Linked DNA regions of Mus musculus: region 2 is linked to region 1. A link is a contact called in public Hi-C data. All regions are on one chromosome and are shown on one strand. Each heading gives the region's core, a stretch centred on a gene start, on an enhancer-like site or on the middle of the called end of the contact. The rest is flanking DNA. Distances are from core to core; before and after follow the strand shown. Region 1 overlaps Prima1 (proline rich membrane anchor 1). Region 2 holds the start of Prima1 (proline rich membrane anchor 1).

Region 1 (3,259 bases), core at 654-3,153:
TCCTCAACAACCCCTAACCTGGGACAGCCATCCTAACGATGGCTAAAATAATAGATAAGATTTATTTGCTCCTGGCACTCATGTAAATCAGATCACATGAAAGGCATTCTAGCTTGTGTCTGTTTGTTTGTTTGTTTGTTCTTACATCTGCTTTATTTATTTAGCAACGTTGGGATTTACCAAGGTAGTTATACAGTTCAGTAGTTTCCCCTTTTTTTGTGGATGAGTTGTGTGTGTGTGTGTGTGTGTGTGTGTGTGTGTGTGTGTGTGTGACAACTGTTTGTCCATTTACCTGCTGATGGACTCTTAGGCTGTTTGCAGATTTTTGGTCTGTAAGAGAAGCTTCAACAAGTGTCTGTGAGGGAGTCTTTTGTATATACAGAGGTGTTTCATGTGCTTCTTGAGTAAACACATTTTAATATGGCCCTATGGGTGTGTGTTTATGTGTGTATGTGTGATGTGTGTGATTAATATCATAAGCAAACACCTAGATGTCTTTCCCAGATGTTCCCACTCTGGTACCCTCCCAGGCAGAACCAAGAACAAGCAGACTAGAGAGAAGGAAGATCCAGGAAGACATTCTATGACTTCCAGGGGATCGGTCGGGGCTGCCCATTAACAAATGTACTGTCCCCAGCATGGACCTCAGCTCCTCACAGGTCCTGAGTCGAACCACTCTGGGTGATACACTGAGGCAAGGACCAGGCTGCTGTCAGCTGGCTGGAGCTGGTCTTAGGTACTAAGTCCCTGTGGACTCTGAAGGATGCTGAAGAGCCAGCAGGATGCTCATGTTCTCATTCATGAGCTCAGTCAATGATTTGGTTGATAGAGAAAAAAAAATCAAACTTCAAATCTCCACCTTTGAGAGCATCCTTGACTTGGCAGAGTCTTCTCGGGGTAAACTGATGGAGCTTAGCTCCCTGCCCACGGCTGCAGTGTCTATACTGTTCCAGCACCTGCAAAGGACTGCCCCTTCTTTTCATGGATGAGGAAGCTCTTCTGTGACTCTGTCCCAGGTGCTGACCTCTTTGGGGGGCATCCACCCAGCATGTTACAGCTGCCGTCTTCCTGTGTGTAGTTTCAGTGTGTGGCTACACCTCGGCCTAGTGTCCCAGAGCACAGAAAGGGGAAGGTGTTCTTTTGGGTCACTACAACAAATGATCTCATCAGCTAGGGATGGTCACAATGAGCTAGATGCACCTAAGTTAGAATTGTCCCTCAAAGGTGCCAGCAAAGCCCTCCTTAGAGATTCCGTCCACAAGCCAGGTTTTAAGCCTCGGTCTGGAATTTGGCAGAGCCAAATTTCCTTACACTTAAGGTGGGGATTTTCTTTTGACGGTCCTTTTTCAAAGCATTGCTACTAGAAGCAGCTAGCTCTGGTTGTGTGCCCTTCTGTCTGAGACCAGTGGGACCCAGTAGGTGCAGATGAGCACTGCACATGCAGAAGGAGACAGCCCATCGTGAAGAGGAGTCCTTTCCAGAGACCTAGTTGAAGCACAAGTCACAGATTTTGTTCACAAAGCCAAAGATAGATTCGAAGATGGCATTCGCATTTGTCCTTGCTTGAGTTGACTAGAGAATGCCGGGGCTAGAGGAAGCCCGGGTGTTGTCACTTCAGGACAGAGATTGAACATTGAAGCAACTTATGTGAGGACTGGAGAGGGGCCCTGAAGCTGTTGGAGCTTCTTCATACTAGCTCTGTCACTGCCTCAGTTTTCCTCAGTACCCCTGCAAAGACGATTACCAGGTGGGCAGGCTGGAGGCTCATAATTAGAGGTAGCCTCCTCCTAGTGCTCATTCATGTGTGCGTGCATGCATTCCCTTGGACACGAACTGAGCATGCTCAGTGTTTACTGCTAAGCGCTGGGGGGCGGGGGGGGGGACACAGAGATGAATCAGACACAAGCTGTCCTTGGCCAGACCTGGCGCCAGCTGCCTCGGGATGATTATGAAGCTGACTAAGACCTGATCCTCTTGCAATGAGGAACCAGCAATCTCCAGAAGAAGAGACAGCATGCATAGACTGCCAGCCAGTAGCCAAGGAAAGGGCAACCTGCACTTTGAGATGGCAATCCTAGGTGACAGGCAGGTGGCCAGGCAGGGGAACGCCAAGGCTCAGGAAAGAGCTGCTGTTTTCTGTCATTCCCTTTAAACATGACAGAAAGGCAGGAGCTGTCACCTCAGGAGTCATGTCACCCTTTCCTGAGCCCCAGAGAAGTTGACCTATCAGTCAGCAATTCTGACCTAGTGCAGATGATGGTCAGGTAGCCACAGGGGCACTGGGGAAGGGCCCAGGCTCAAGTCTGCTGTGCCAAGAGAGTCTTGTTCTTTCTAGTCAGCCTATGCCTCATGAAACGGCTGGGAATTCCCAACCTGGACTAGGCCCTGGACACCATGGTTAAAAGCTTTCAGAGTTCTCCTTCAAGGCAACACAGGGTATGGGAGTGTGTTTTGCTGACTCTCCTGAAATATCCAGAAAGTTCCAAATATACGAAACAATGAGCAACAAGACAGTGGCCCACAGAGAGCTTAGCTTAAGACCTGGAGCTCTGAAGCCATTAAAAAAAATGTATCAAGATGTAGGCACAGGCCAGGAGTTTCTGAAAAAGACTCAGAGCCCAGGAAATAAACTTAAGAACCACCCATAGTGATCATACACCACTAAGAATCGTTTGCACAGCAAAGCAAACCATCGTCAGAGTGAAGAGATGACCTGCTAAAAGTCTTTGCCGTCCACACATCAGATGGGATTATCCAGATTATATAAAGAGCTGAAAAAAAATTTGACAAGCCACCCAATCAATAAGTGGGCCAATGAGCTAAATAGAAAGTTCCTGAAAGAAATGGAAGTGGTCAATAAGTCCCTGGTGTCCAACATCCTGAGCCATCAAGGAAATGCAAATTAAAACAACTCTGAGATTCCTTCTCGAACCTGTCTGAATGGGTAAGGGGAGGAGGGGTCTGGATCCTGGAGGTGGGGATGCAAAGGGGGGCAGACCTAAGGGGACTGAGAGTAGCTGCCTCGCAGAAACCTAACACTAGAAACAACACACAGCTCTACTGCATCACTGGGTCCACGTCCGAAGGAATCTAATTCCTGCCACGGACTGGCTTATCCATCCATGTTCATTAGCCAAGACATGGGACTAACCTAGGTGTCTATCAGCAGATGAACAGATAAAGAAAGCATGGTCCATCCAATGGGACTTACTTCAGCTGTAAAGAAAGATGAAGCCTTTATATCTGAAAACAAAATGAA
Region 2 (3,805 bases), core at 995-3,494, 36 kb after region 1:
AAACCCAGCTCTCCTGCTTAAAAACCTAGACCCATGCATTGCCAATCCTTCTTCCTTTCCGCTGGTTTCTCTACCCCTATCATCTGAGGATGAATTTTCCAGAGCTTCAAGCCAAGATCTGGCCCGCACAATTTAACTCAAGGATTCTTTTCTAATTGATTTTCATGAGAATTGATTTGTATTGAGTCTGAGAATCTGAAACACGCATGCACAAATGCTTTTGTAAACACTGCCAGGCTGTAGGACATGACAGAGCAGGGGCTTTGTTTTGTAGTCCTCTGATGGGTAGAGCAGGTGGCATGGCTCTTCTCTTTAGAGCCCTCTAACTTACATGACAGCTCTGTTGTCCCTGTCTTCCCTCCTCTCTCAGTCCTAGCTGAAAGGTTTTGGGAAGACAGAGAACTAGGCACCTGGGTACACAGACAGGTGAACTCTGCAATGGGGCTCAGCTAGAAGTTGAACAAAAGGACCTTGTCTCAATGGTCCAAGTGTTGAGAAATGACATCCCCGATTCCCGAGAACACACAGTACATTTAAATAACACAATCATAAGCCAGAGGCTGGCCAGAGCAGAGAAAGTAGAAACCTTGGCCTGAGCTAATGGTGGGATGCCTCTAGAGAGTCATGGAAGCCAGGGAGTGTCTCTGCCCAGTGGATGTAACATCTCACACCCCAGCAACAGCAAGGACAGCTACTAACCATGTTTCCTGGGGTCCAGGTGATGTATCAAGCAAACAAGTACTGGCCCCATAACAAGCAGGAAGGAGAAAACCAGGATCAGACCTTAAGTTTCTTGTTTAGTCACCTTGCTGGTAAAGGACTGGTCAACGGGGGTTTAAGGGCAGGACTAGAGAACATCCCATCCAATCACCTCGAGTAACTGGAGTTAGTGGGGGCTTGGTCTCTGTCCTGAAGACTGGGAGGTCAAAGGTGAGGGTTTGTCCTCCAGCAGTCTTGACAGACTGTGTTTTGCATGAATCGTGGGTCACCATCCACCTCCCCAGCCACCACTTAGAAGAAACACAGCCCTTACCCCAGGTTGGAGACAGTTAGTTGGAAGGCTAATTTGAAGTTTAGGGGTCGAATCTGGTAGGAAACAAGGCACCACTGTGGGATTTTTTTTTTGGGGGGGGGTTGGGTTTTTTTTGGTATTGTTGTTTGTTTGTTTATAAGTTTGTTTCTTTCCATAAAAGCTGCAGTAGAGTTCACTATGAGGTCTTAGCACCTTCCTATATCACGTTCATTCAGTACTGCAGGCCTTAGGCCACAACTGAGACTCTTTGCAAAGTTTCTTATTTTTTTTCAGGGTCAGAGCATGTTATACTTGACCAGTTTTTCTTCCTCCCCAAGTATCCCCAAGACCACTCAGTAGGTGGCTGTAGGGGGAGCTCTGAAGTGACCCTACCCCCTTCCCAGGAGGCCTCTGCCCGCTTCTCACCTGAACTAAACCCCAGAGTGGGTGCAGCGCACAGTGCAGCAGAAGTGAGGGCCAGCAGCAGCCATGGCGCAGCACCAGGTCCCGGAGTAGCATCTCGGCCTGCGGCGCCCACTGGTGAGCTAACTGTCAAGGGAGCAAGGCTTGAGTCAGGTGGACACTGCATAAACCATAGCACCAATTCAAGAACCAACTCGATGAGGACTCACTTGCCCCGCACTTTGGGGCACCTGCGCAAAGCAAGTCTTCATCTTCCTTCCAGTGCGCACACACTTGCTGACTCTCGGTGCTTCCCAGAACTCACACCTACCTATCCTGGAGCACACCCCCTCCCCTTCAGAATACCGCATGCACACCTTGATCCCGTGCACACCCCCAGAAACATCCAAACACACTTATTGAACCTCATACAAACCCAGAAACGGCCATGCACAACTCTGACTAGGAGTACGCTTCAAACCCAGAGTGAATCACTCACTCTGCGCGCGCACGCACTGTGACCCCCATGCACCGCCACCGACTCCCGTCCGCACACTTGACTCTGCTTGCACAGTACCACCAAATCACTCGCTGCATGTAGTCTTTCTGCCCCAGGGACTTCAGTGCGCACACTGTCTCATAGGCACCTCCGTACGTGCCCCCATTTGCCGCCCAAACCCCAGCTCCTGTTCCCGGGCAGGCGTAGGTTTTCCTGCACGCCCCCATCACCGCCCGCACCCCTCCGATGCCTCACGCCACCTTGCCTGGTGGCGACCCCCACCGATCGTCGACACGGAGAAGGGAGGTCAGGGTTGCCCCCACAGCAGCTCTGCTCTCAGCAGCCGGACGGCCCCCATTTAAAGCCAGCCGCCTCCCCAGTCCCCCGCCCTCTAGGCGGGGCCTCTAAGCTCACCCTGGCGGCTGCGCGCGCGCTCGGGGGCTTCACTTGCAGAGGACGAGCGCGGGGCGCTGGAGCAAAAGTTTGCGCGCTGCTTGGGCCTCCAGGGCAGCTGATCTGGGAGACCGGGGCGCGGCGCACTCGCACGGAGCTCCAGGCTCCGCTTGGCCGCGCGCGGGCCGGGAAAGGCGGCCACTTCCGAGGTCGGGCAGCCCAGGCAGAGGGTGGGGAAAGTGTCCTCGGGTCCTCCGCGAGCGGGCCGCAGGAGTCCTCCTTCAGCCCAGCCACGGGTCCCTGCGCCGCCCCGGTCCCCGCCCTTCCTGGTGGCGCCGAGCGGCTGCCCGGGGCGCAGGGTGCCCGGGGCCCGCGGGAGGCAGCGGGCGAGAGGCGCCGGCCCGGAGCACCCGCTCCGGCAGCAGGGCCGCGGGCGGAGGCGAAATAAATAATGCACGAAAAAGGAAAACAGACGTGAGCGGAGCCAGAGCCTCGCCCGCCTCCCTCCCGGGCTGCACTCCCGCCCGCGCTCCCCGCTGCCGCGGCCGCCAGCGCCGCTGCAGTGATTCCTCGTCTCCATCTAGCGAGGCTATTGTGTATTGGGCGCTTAATAATTTATTTATTCACCCTAGAGGCCGAGGACTCCCAGTGACAGTGGCAACCTGCTTCTGCTTGCCCTTCCCTCAAGTTCATCCCCCAGGCTGCGGGAAGGTGGTAGTAAGGTCTGACTAGTGGGGACCCCGTCTGTACACTATCATAGCGGCGCCCCCTTTCCCCTGTGTGTGCTGAGCTAGGATGGTGCTGGCTAGCCCTCCAAAGCAATGTGCCTGACCTCCCTCCATTTGGCAATCATGACCTCGGGACCTCTCTATTAACTCCGCTGTGTCTTAGGGGGAGTTGTGACATTTCAGGGAAAGCCTTCTCCCCAGGACTTTTCCTCCACTATCCACAAACTCCTGTTTGATGCAAGATTATCAACAAGTCGGTTCTTCAGGAAGGAGCTGGTTGCATCTCGTTCAAACAAGCTGCATGCTGCTCCTTCCTACAGGAGCCTTCCCAGGCGCCACGCAGGCGCCCTGCTCATCTGGTGATAGCGCTTTATTAAATGCTCTGATTGATGTTCCCTGGAGGTGGGGGTGTGACCATTCCAGTCAAAGTCGCAAAGAGCTGGGCAATTCTGCCTGGGGTTAGGTAAGAGAACCGGAGGCTTATAACCGAGGGTAGATACCACAGCCCACTGGTTAAGAAAGTTACTTAGTTCCCCTTGGCTGTCCCCAAGTCACTCCAGGTAAACTCACAAAAGTACAAAGTGCTTTGCAAAGCAGGTTTCAGACCAATTCTCCTGCAGCTTCCTTCATCAGAGCACAGCAGCAAGGCCTCCCCTTCTTAGTGCGTACCTAGCTGATGAACTTGTGAGCCCCCACACATGCCCAGTTCTACTAGAGAGACTGGCACAGCAGATGTGAATGAGGCCTTCCCTTACCAAGAACCGGGGAGGG

The links. A called contact is a pair of places that touch in the nucleus more often than the background predicts.
Region 2: a contact with region 1 is called in a Hi-C map of the N1E-115 cell line, with 4 times the contacts expected there. The contact joins the promoter of Prima1 here to the enhancer-like site in region 1. A contact is called at or near these places in 1 of 39 promoter capture datasets (hippocampal neurons), 9 of 484 Hi-C or Micro-C datasets (the N1E-115 cell line, brain, cerebral cortex and 6 more), 4 of 115 datasets of contacts at active chromatin or transcription factors (double positive thymocytes, embryonic stem cells and neural progenitor cells) and 3 of 9 other capture datasets (adipose tissue, liver and pancreatic islet).

The regions. Positions count from the first base shown.
Region 1 is chr12:103,203,823-103,207,081 of GRCm38.p6, forward strand. The region is part of intron 3 of Prima1 (proline rich membrane anchor 1); the gene reads right to left. Among named protein-coding and RNA genes, the nearest start is that of Prima1, 37 kb to the right of the region's middle. Within about 2 kb of position 1,904, at least 9 of the 459 cell types and tissues checked have an H3K27ac peak or open chromatin away from gene starts, as enhancers often do. A contact at or near this core is called in the N1E-115 cell line and cerebral cortex, where this site is marked.
Region 2 is chr12:103,239,902-103,243,706 of GRCm38.p6, forward strand. It overlaps Prima1 (proline rich membrane anchor 1), which reads right to left and starts at 2,245. Exons shown (of 5, transcript NM_133364.2): 1 at 2,174-2,245; 2 at 1,439-1,561. The coding sequence starts at 1,531.